Linked DNA regions of Mus musculus: region 1 is linked to region 2. Evidence: chromatin contacts called from public Hi-C data. All regions are on one chromosome and are shown on one strand. Each heading gives the region's core, a stretch centred on a gene start, on an enhancer-like site or on the middle of the called end of the contact. The rest is flanking DNA. Distances are from core to core; before and after follow the strand shown. Region 1 has its middle 31 kb from the start of Gm12111. Region 2 overlaps Stk10 (serine/threonine kinase 10).

What was found. A called contact is a pair of places that touch in the nucleus more often than the background predicts.
Region 1: a contact with region 2 is called in a Hi-C map of cerebellum, with 5 times the contacts expected there. The contact joins two enhancer-like sites. A contact is called at or near these places in 2 of 484 Hi-C or Micro-C datasets (both in cerebellum).

What each region holds. Positions count from the first base shown.
Region 1 is chr11:32,955,230-32,958,900 of GRCm38.p6, reverse strand. No RefSeq gene overlaps it. Among named protein-coding and RNA genes, the nearest start is that of Gm12111, 31 kb to the right of the region's middle. Within about 2 kb of position 1,725, at least 4 of the 459 cell types and tissues checked have an H3K27ac peak or open chromatin away from gene starts, as enhancers often do. A contact at or near this core is called in cerebellum, where this site is marked.
Region 2 is chr11:32,588,017-32,591,678 of GRCm38.p6, reverse strand. It overlaps Stk10 (serine/threonine kinase 10), which reads right to left. Exons shown (of 19, transcript NM_009288.2): 6 at 2,729-2,923; 7 at 2,188-2,269. Among named protein-coding and RNA genes, the nearest start is that of Fbxw11, 53 kb to the left of the region's middle. Within about 2 kb of position 1,653, at least 5 of the 459 cell types and tissues checked have an H3K27ac peak or open chromatin away from gene starts, as enhancers often do. A contact at or near this core is called in cerebellum, where this site is marked.

The DNA.
Region 1 (3,671 bases), core at 476-2,975, 370 kb before region 2:
CTCTTCCGAATCCCATGAACTTGACCCCTCACCTAGTCCTCGTTCTTCCTTTGCCCCCAGACGATTACTGCTTGATCTCTCGGGCATTAATTCCCTCTTGCATCTCCCATAGCATCGGGCATTTAGCTGGCTTTGGCCTGAAATCTAGTCCCCAGAATGTTGGCATTCAAGGGTGATGGTAACTTTGGAGGTGGCCTGCTCCTTACCTTACCATCCTCTTCCTCCCAAACCTACACTGGTCACCACCCCATATGGAAGCACCCAGACCTTCCTTAAGAGGCACACATGGAGACTTCAGGCTAACCCACCTCTGCACCATGACTCCCCCAACAACATGCACACTCTTGTAGACTTGCCAATCTACCCATCCCAGTGGCACTAGGCTTGAGGGACTTTCCAGGTGAGCCTATAATAAGATTTCTCTTTTTAACTGCCCCCTGGCCATCTCTCAGGAATCTCTTCACAGGGCTGCCCCTCCCCTGAGGGTGCACAGTGTCAGCAACAAGGCCACCCATCTGTGGAGGGCTCTGATGAGGCCCTGTCCCGCTGAGCTCCTTCAATGGCTTCATAGTGGGATGCTTATTCAAGCCCCAGGGGCCCTTTTATAGGCTATGCTTTAGAAAGGGAAACTGAGGTTTCGATGCCAGAGCCTGGTCTTTACTGGGTGAAGCAAAGACAGTGACTTGAGGTCTAAAAGGACAGGCAAAATGACCCTGTGGGGTACCATAGAGCAGGAGAGTCTTCAGGGACAGACAAACATCAGCTGGATCAAGGATGTCGTCTGACCCAGACCAAGCTTTCCTGTCAGTGGGCTGCACCTCACCAACGCTTCTCTTGCTGAAGGTACAATAAGGCTTGTGGAAGAGGGGTCACAGTGACAGAGGAGGGGCATGAGTGCAGCCAGTCTAACCTCTCTTTGTCCCCTCTTCCCTTTCCCTACAGTTGGAATGAAACATTTCCCAGGCTCCTACCTACTGGATCCGAAGGCTAGTTGTTAGCAATATAGAGATAGCTGTTGAGGTGAATTGAGTTTGCTGGTGGCTGGGCCTGGCACATGGTGGTGGTGGTGTGTTCAGTAAGCAGAGCCTTAAATGACTAAATTAACAAGCAAAGGCCACGAGGGCCATAATGTAGCCCAGCTATAACACTGTGAGCACTAGGATTACCACATTTCCTTGGGACCTAAAGGGGTGGATAAATGTGACCCAAGCCTTGCGGGGGCATCTTGGCTATAACCATCATTGCTCCCATTTTGCAGAAAGAGGCACTGAGGCTCACAGAGAGTGCGAGACTAGCCTCATGCTCTGTGATTAGAAAGCAGTTCTCAGCCATTCTAAGAAATGAATTCAGCATATTGTGCATGTGGTGTGTGTGTGTGTGTGTGTGTGTGTGTGTGTGTGTGTGTGTGTGTGTTATACATAAAGAATGCTTTCCTTTTGATGTCTAGACAAGAGAAGTCTCCCTGAGAAGGTCACTCGTTGTAGATACCATCCGTTCTCCACAGGGCTTTGCCAGCTTCTGCTACATATTTACCAATATCCCACCACGTATGGATCAAGACTGCATCTTCCAATGGGCGGTAGGGAAAGGGCCACGCACACTTTGCAAGCCTGAAGCACAGAGCTGTTAGTAGGCTAAGGAGCTGGTTCCAGGCACCAGACTGGGTGAGCGCAGCATGGGCCCTTCCCAGCATCTGGTCCCCAGTCACATCCAAGGCACGGGAATGTCCCTTGTTTCCATAAGGGGGAGCCTGTGTGCAGGAGATCCCAGCCCAGCTAGAGCAATCAGAGTCCAGGGACCAATTCTGGCCAGAAGTGGACATTTTGGTGGCTCCAGTGGACATCTATCCTGAGGGGCAGCCGCGGGGTTCTAGTGAACAGCTTTCTCCCACTTACCTATGTGGAAAACCAGGGTAAATAAATGAGTGTAAGGCTGCATGTGGAAAGAACACAGCTTTGGAATTGACACATTTGAGACTCAAGCTGGCTTCATCAGGAGCACCGCATAGCCTTAGACCCCAGTTTTCTTATCTGTAAAATGGGGAGCCCTACCACCTTTAGAAACAGTTATATACAATTATGACAGTGCCTAGAGCATAATGAATATAAAACCAGAGGACTATGCTGATTGTGGACGGGATGTGCATAGAAGTCTTAGGAGCTGCACAGTGCGGGCTCACCCATCTGCAGCAGACCCTGCAGACAGAGAGAAGATGGGCCGGCATGCCAAGCTTGTGGCTGCAAATACAGAGCCACTACAGAGAGAAGAAAGGGAGGGAGGGAGGGAGAGGGAGAGGGAGAGAGTGCTTGGTTCCCTCCCTCAGATTCATCGCCTGCTCTTACTGATGCAGTGGCCTGACACACACACATTTAGCACAGTGAGACATACCAGGATCTTCATTCTCCACTCTCCACAGAGTTTTGGTCAACTTTTCAGCTTCTTTCCTGCCAAAAAGCAAACCCCATCCATCCCTATCCCTTGGGCTGGGAACAGCAGCCACGCAGCTTTGCTCTGCACAGACCTGGTCCTACCTTTAGGGCAGGATGCACAGCAGGTGCCTGTTGGCCTTCATTGCCTTCTCCACACTCATGGGCATTTTGTGTTGAGACAGGGCCTTATTATGTAGCTCTAGCTGAGCCTACCATGTAAACTACACTGGACTTGAATTTGTGTCATCCTCTGTCTGAGATTACAGATGAGCACCACCAGAGAGATAGCTGGTATGTGACTCCTGTGAGGGTCTAAGATCTGAGAACCACTGCCTAAGGCATTTCTACCACCTACATTCTACTATACCCCAAAGTGTCTCCCACCTATGTCCTTCTATTCCCCAAGAAATCCCCCAGCTATGTTTTACTGTCCCTTAAGGCACTCCCATCAGTGGTCTCTGTCTAGCCTTTCAATGGCTGTTCCAAGTTAAATACACAAAACTAGAGATTCAAAGCTAAGATCCATGGTGGCAGAAACAGCAGGAGCAACAGCTGAGAGGTCAGATCTTGATCTGCAGGCACTAAAGGGAGAAAGAGAGAGAAAGAGAGAGAGAGAGAGAGAGAGAGAGAGAGAGAGAGAGAGAGAGAGAGAGAGGCAGACAGAGAGACAAAAAAACCAAAGGGTACAGCACAAGTCTTTTGAAACCTCAACACCTGTCCCCAGTCACACATCTTATCCAAGACCATACTTCCTGACCCTTCCACCAGCTGAGAAGCATCTATTCAACTATATGAACCTACGGGGCCATTCCCAGTCAGAGCAGCACAGAGATCTAAGATGACCTCTGAAAAGCCTGGAAACAAACTGCCTCCTGACTGTGTGCCACTCCCAGGCGTATTCCCAAGGATTCTGGGTCCTACTGCAGAGATGCTCGCTTCTTCAGGTTCACTATTCACATGACCATGACCTTTGCTGGGTGTAATCTTGACTTTGAGAAGTGGTTGGGGGGCAGGGGCGGGGGTGTCTCCTCAGCCTAGCCACTGAGCTGGGCATACCCAGTTATATCCAGTCCAGCTTCTATTGCATAGTGTGCTCTTACTGGGAAAGGGTTTATTGTTGCTTCATAGAATAAGAGAGGGTGACAATTCAAGACGGTCATTTTGTTTGTTCTGTTTTGAGGAGGCCATTTATCCAGCTGTCTCATCTTTACAATTTGCTTCAAATACCAACCCCCTGTCCAA
Region 2 (3,662 bases), core at 404-2,903:
TGGATCCTATGGGACTGGGGTTATAGACAGTTGTGAGCTATCCTGTGAGCGCCAGGAATTGAACCTGCGTCCTCTAGATAAGAGACCAGTGCTCTTAACCACTAAACCATCTCTCCATCCCTGCTTTGGACTTTTTTTTTCCTTTCCTCCACTTATTAAAAGCAGCTTCCAGAGTGGCCAAGTCACTAGAATGAGGACAGGAGCTGTCCCTGACAGCTGTGTGACCTTGTGCTGGAGGCGCCTCTGGTCTTGGCTGTGGCAGCACATAGGGAGCTGTTTGCATGGCAGCTAGAGTCAGAGAGTGGCACCATAAATGGGTGTCCCTTTCAAGGGACGCCTCTAGTATCCCAGCCATGCTGTACCCCTAAGGGTTCCACAGCTTTCAAAATAACACCACACACCTGACCAGTAGCCTGGCCCACCATGATGGACTGAGATCCTCCACAACAAGGAGCCAGAAATGAATCCCTCCTCTACGATCCTTTTACTGGGTGTTGTCTCTGCAGCAAGAAGGGCAAGTACTAGCCATGCTAACGAGGGCTCTGTTTAGAGGGAAGACTGGAATCTGTTTACAGAGTTTGACTCGGGGAGTGGCAGAACCAGTAAGGTAGCCATTATCTGAGTGAATGGCGAGGCAGCTCCGAGAGTGGCCGCATGGAGGTGGTGCATTCTGGGCCTGTTCTGAAGGCAGAGGGAATCGTACTCATGATGAGAGAGGGGTGGAGAATGAGAGAGAGTGCCAGGCTGCCAGGGACGAGATGGGCAGCCATTGCAGAATGCACCTGAGGAGGGGGCTGAGGCTCAAGTGGCTCTGAGCATCCAGAGATATGCAGAGACAAAGGTCTGGGGTCAGGTCAAGTTCAGGGACTGAACTTGAGGCACGAAGCCAGGGGCCCCCACAGGCTGGCTGTGATCATTCCAGCAAACAGAAGGAACAGAGAGCCCAGAGCTCACCACAGTCATCAATTGTGCTAGGTGAACACGGCAGACAGGGAGTGAGCCGTTGGCTGTGGGGGTGGGGGTAGGGGTGAGGGTGGGAGTGGGAGTTGTCAAGAAAGAAGGTGCTAGCCCCGGCATGATGAGTGACAATCCTGAGCTCCCTGCTACCTCCAATCCATGAAAACTGCCGCTGAACTGTTAGTGAGCAGGGTCCGCCACACACAGACTTCCTGGCTACCTACCCGACCAAGGGAGAAACGGAGGCACAGAGGGAACTCCTCACACCCCTCCCTAATTTCAGATCCAGGTTACCAACTGCAGCAGGACACTGGCCAGGGACAATTGTGCAGACGAATGACTGAGCCACCAGCTCTAGTAAGTTTCGGTGGCTTGGCCACACAGGATACAAAAGGACAGGGATTAGCAGATACAGGGCTGAGGTGCCCACAGCCAAGATGTGCCCCAAGCTGCCATTCCAACCAGATGACCTTGGGCAAGGACTTCCCCTTTGAGCCCACTGTCCTCAGGTCTGGCAGACCCCTGTATCCCTCCCACCCTACATTTTAAGAGGTACTGGAGAAGCCCCAGCCCATTTGAGGGCACCTGGGTAAACTGAGGCAGACCTCCTCCCGCCCCCTCTGCCCTGTGCTCTTCCACTGCGCACTGAGAATCCCCTGGCAGACACTGCTTCAGCTAGGAAGTGGAATTCCTGGCTCCTGCCAAGGCTCCGGGTGACAGCTGGTCTCTGCCCTGACCATGTCAGGCAGGCCGGATACCCTGGCACGGGAGGTGCCATTTACAGGAAGCAACCGGTCCCAAGAGGCTTGGGGCCTTTGCACCTTACAGCAGCTCCGTCTCCCAAACAAACACGCCATGCTGAAAGTGGGCCTTGAGGAAGGCCACACATTTGATTTTGAACCAGAAGTGTGGAAGGAAAGTCAGAATCTCCCATGCGATGGATCCACTTCTGTTTTGTTTTTCTTTTTGAGAAAGGGTCTCTCTACATAACAGCTCTGGCTGGCCTGGAACTTGCTAAGCTCCTGGCTGGCCTTAAACTTGCAGTGATCCTCTTGCCTCTATGCAAAACCTTGTGTCTGTCCCAGGTGCTGGACTTAGAGGTGTGAGCCACCACATCTGAGTTCACCGGACACATGGAGCATTCCTCACATTGGGCACCGTACCTCACAGCCGGCTAAGAACTTGACCTTGCCGGTGCCTCTGAGGAACAATGCAACGAATCTCCCTCACCTGCAGCAGCTGTGCAGCACTGGGCCGGGTTTCTGGGTTCTTATCCAAGGCTATCTTCAGAAAGTCTCGGAACTCCACAGACCTGGAGGACAGGCGTAAGTAAGGAGTGAGCCACAGCCCGGGCACCGCACGCCCAGGGCTGGGTGTGTGGAGACAGGGTCCATGGGACAGCCTTCTTATCATGCACACCACTGTCCAGGACACAGACGTCTAAAAGGAACATAAGCAGGATGGGAATGAGCATGGCAGTGTCAGAATCTAAACCTAAGTCCCCATTCCCAGCCTGGCCATGTGGCTGATTGGGCTCTGATCCTATTCAATATGTTCCGGGACATAACGGGATCTCGTCCTGGCTAACTGGCCTTGCTCTCGTGTCTAAGGTTTTGTATAGTTCAGGAGGGCAGTTCAGAAAGGCCTGGAGGTGGCCCTCTCCTCCGTTCCCCCCATCCCCGACTTTAGAGTCCACTGTGCACACGCAGACCCAGCACCACACGTCTCTGGAGTGGCTTCCGACCCTCCAGGATTACACAGCTCTCCTTACCACTTGGAGGGTGTAAGCAGGGTAGGAGGGTCCGACTTGGCAATCTTGAGCAGGACCCGCATGGGGTTGAGCTCGTGGTGTGGGGGCTCGATCTGCGCCATCTCGATCAGCGTGATGCCCAAGGACCAGATGTCAGCCTTGTAGTCATAGGGGGCGTCCTTCATGGTTTCACACAGCACCACCTCAGGGGCCATCCTGAGCCAACCAAGGAACAATAAGGGCTAAGAATTGGGCCCCTGAGGATGCCGCTCGTAGCTTCAGCGTCTCGAACACCACCAGCACCACACTGGAGGTTTGGCAGTATTTGAAGCCATGATTTGAATTACTGGCATCCTATTGTCTTCCTCAAGGGTCTCGGCCCGCTGCAGTTCCTGGAGCCCGCCACAAGGTGGCAGCAGCCATCCAGAACAGAGTCCTGGGGAAGGGGCAGGTGGGTGAGGGCAGAGGGGCGAAGGTTCCAGCAAAAAACAAACAAGGTAGGACAGTGGGGTAGACAGAACAGGACATCACAGAGAGAAAGGGGGATGGGAGAGAAGAGAAAGGAATAACGGGAGGGGTGGGAGAGAAAGAGTTAAGAGTAGTAAGCAAGCAAGGAAGGGGCTGAACACCATGGCCAGTTGTAAAAACAGAACACAAAGTAATCAGGTGTGAAACTGAGTGAGAGCTTGGGCTTGGGGTGCCACCTGGATGCCTGCAGCCTGGATGCCTGCAGCCTGAGCCTGGATGCCTGCAGCCTGGATGCCTGAGGCTGGATTCCTGCAGCCTGAGGCTGGATTCCTGCAGCCTGAGCCTGGATGCCTGGATGCCTGCAACCTGAGCCTGGATGCCTGCAGCCTGGATGCCTGAGGCTGGATGCCTGAGCCTGGATGCCTGCAGCCTGAGGCTGGATGCCTAAGCCTGGATGCCTGCAGCCTGAGCCTGGATGCCTGCAGCC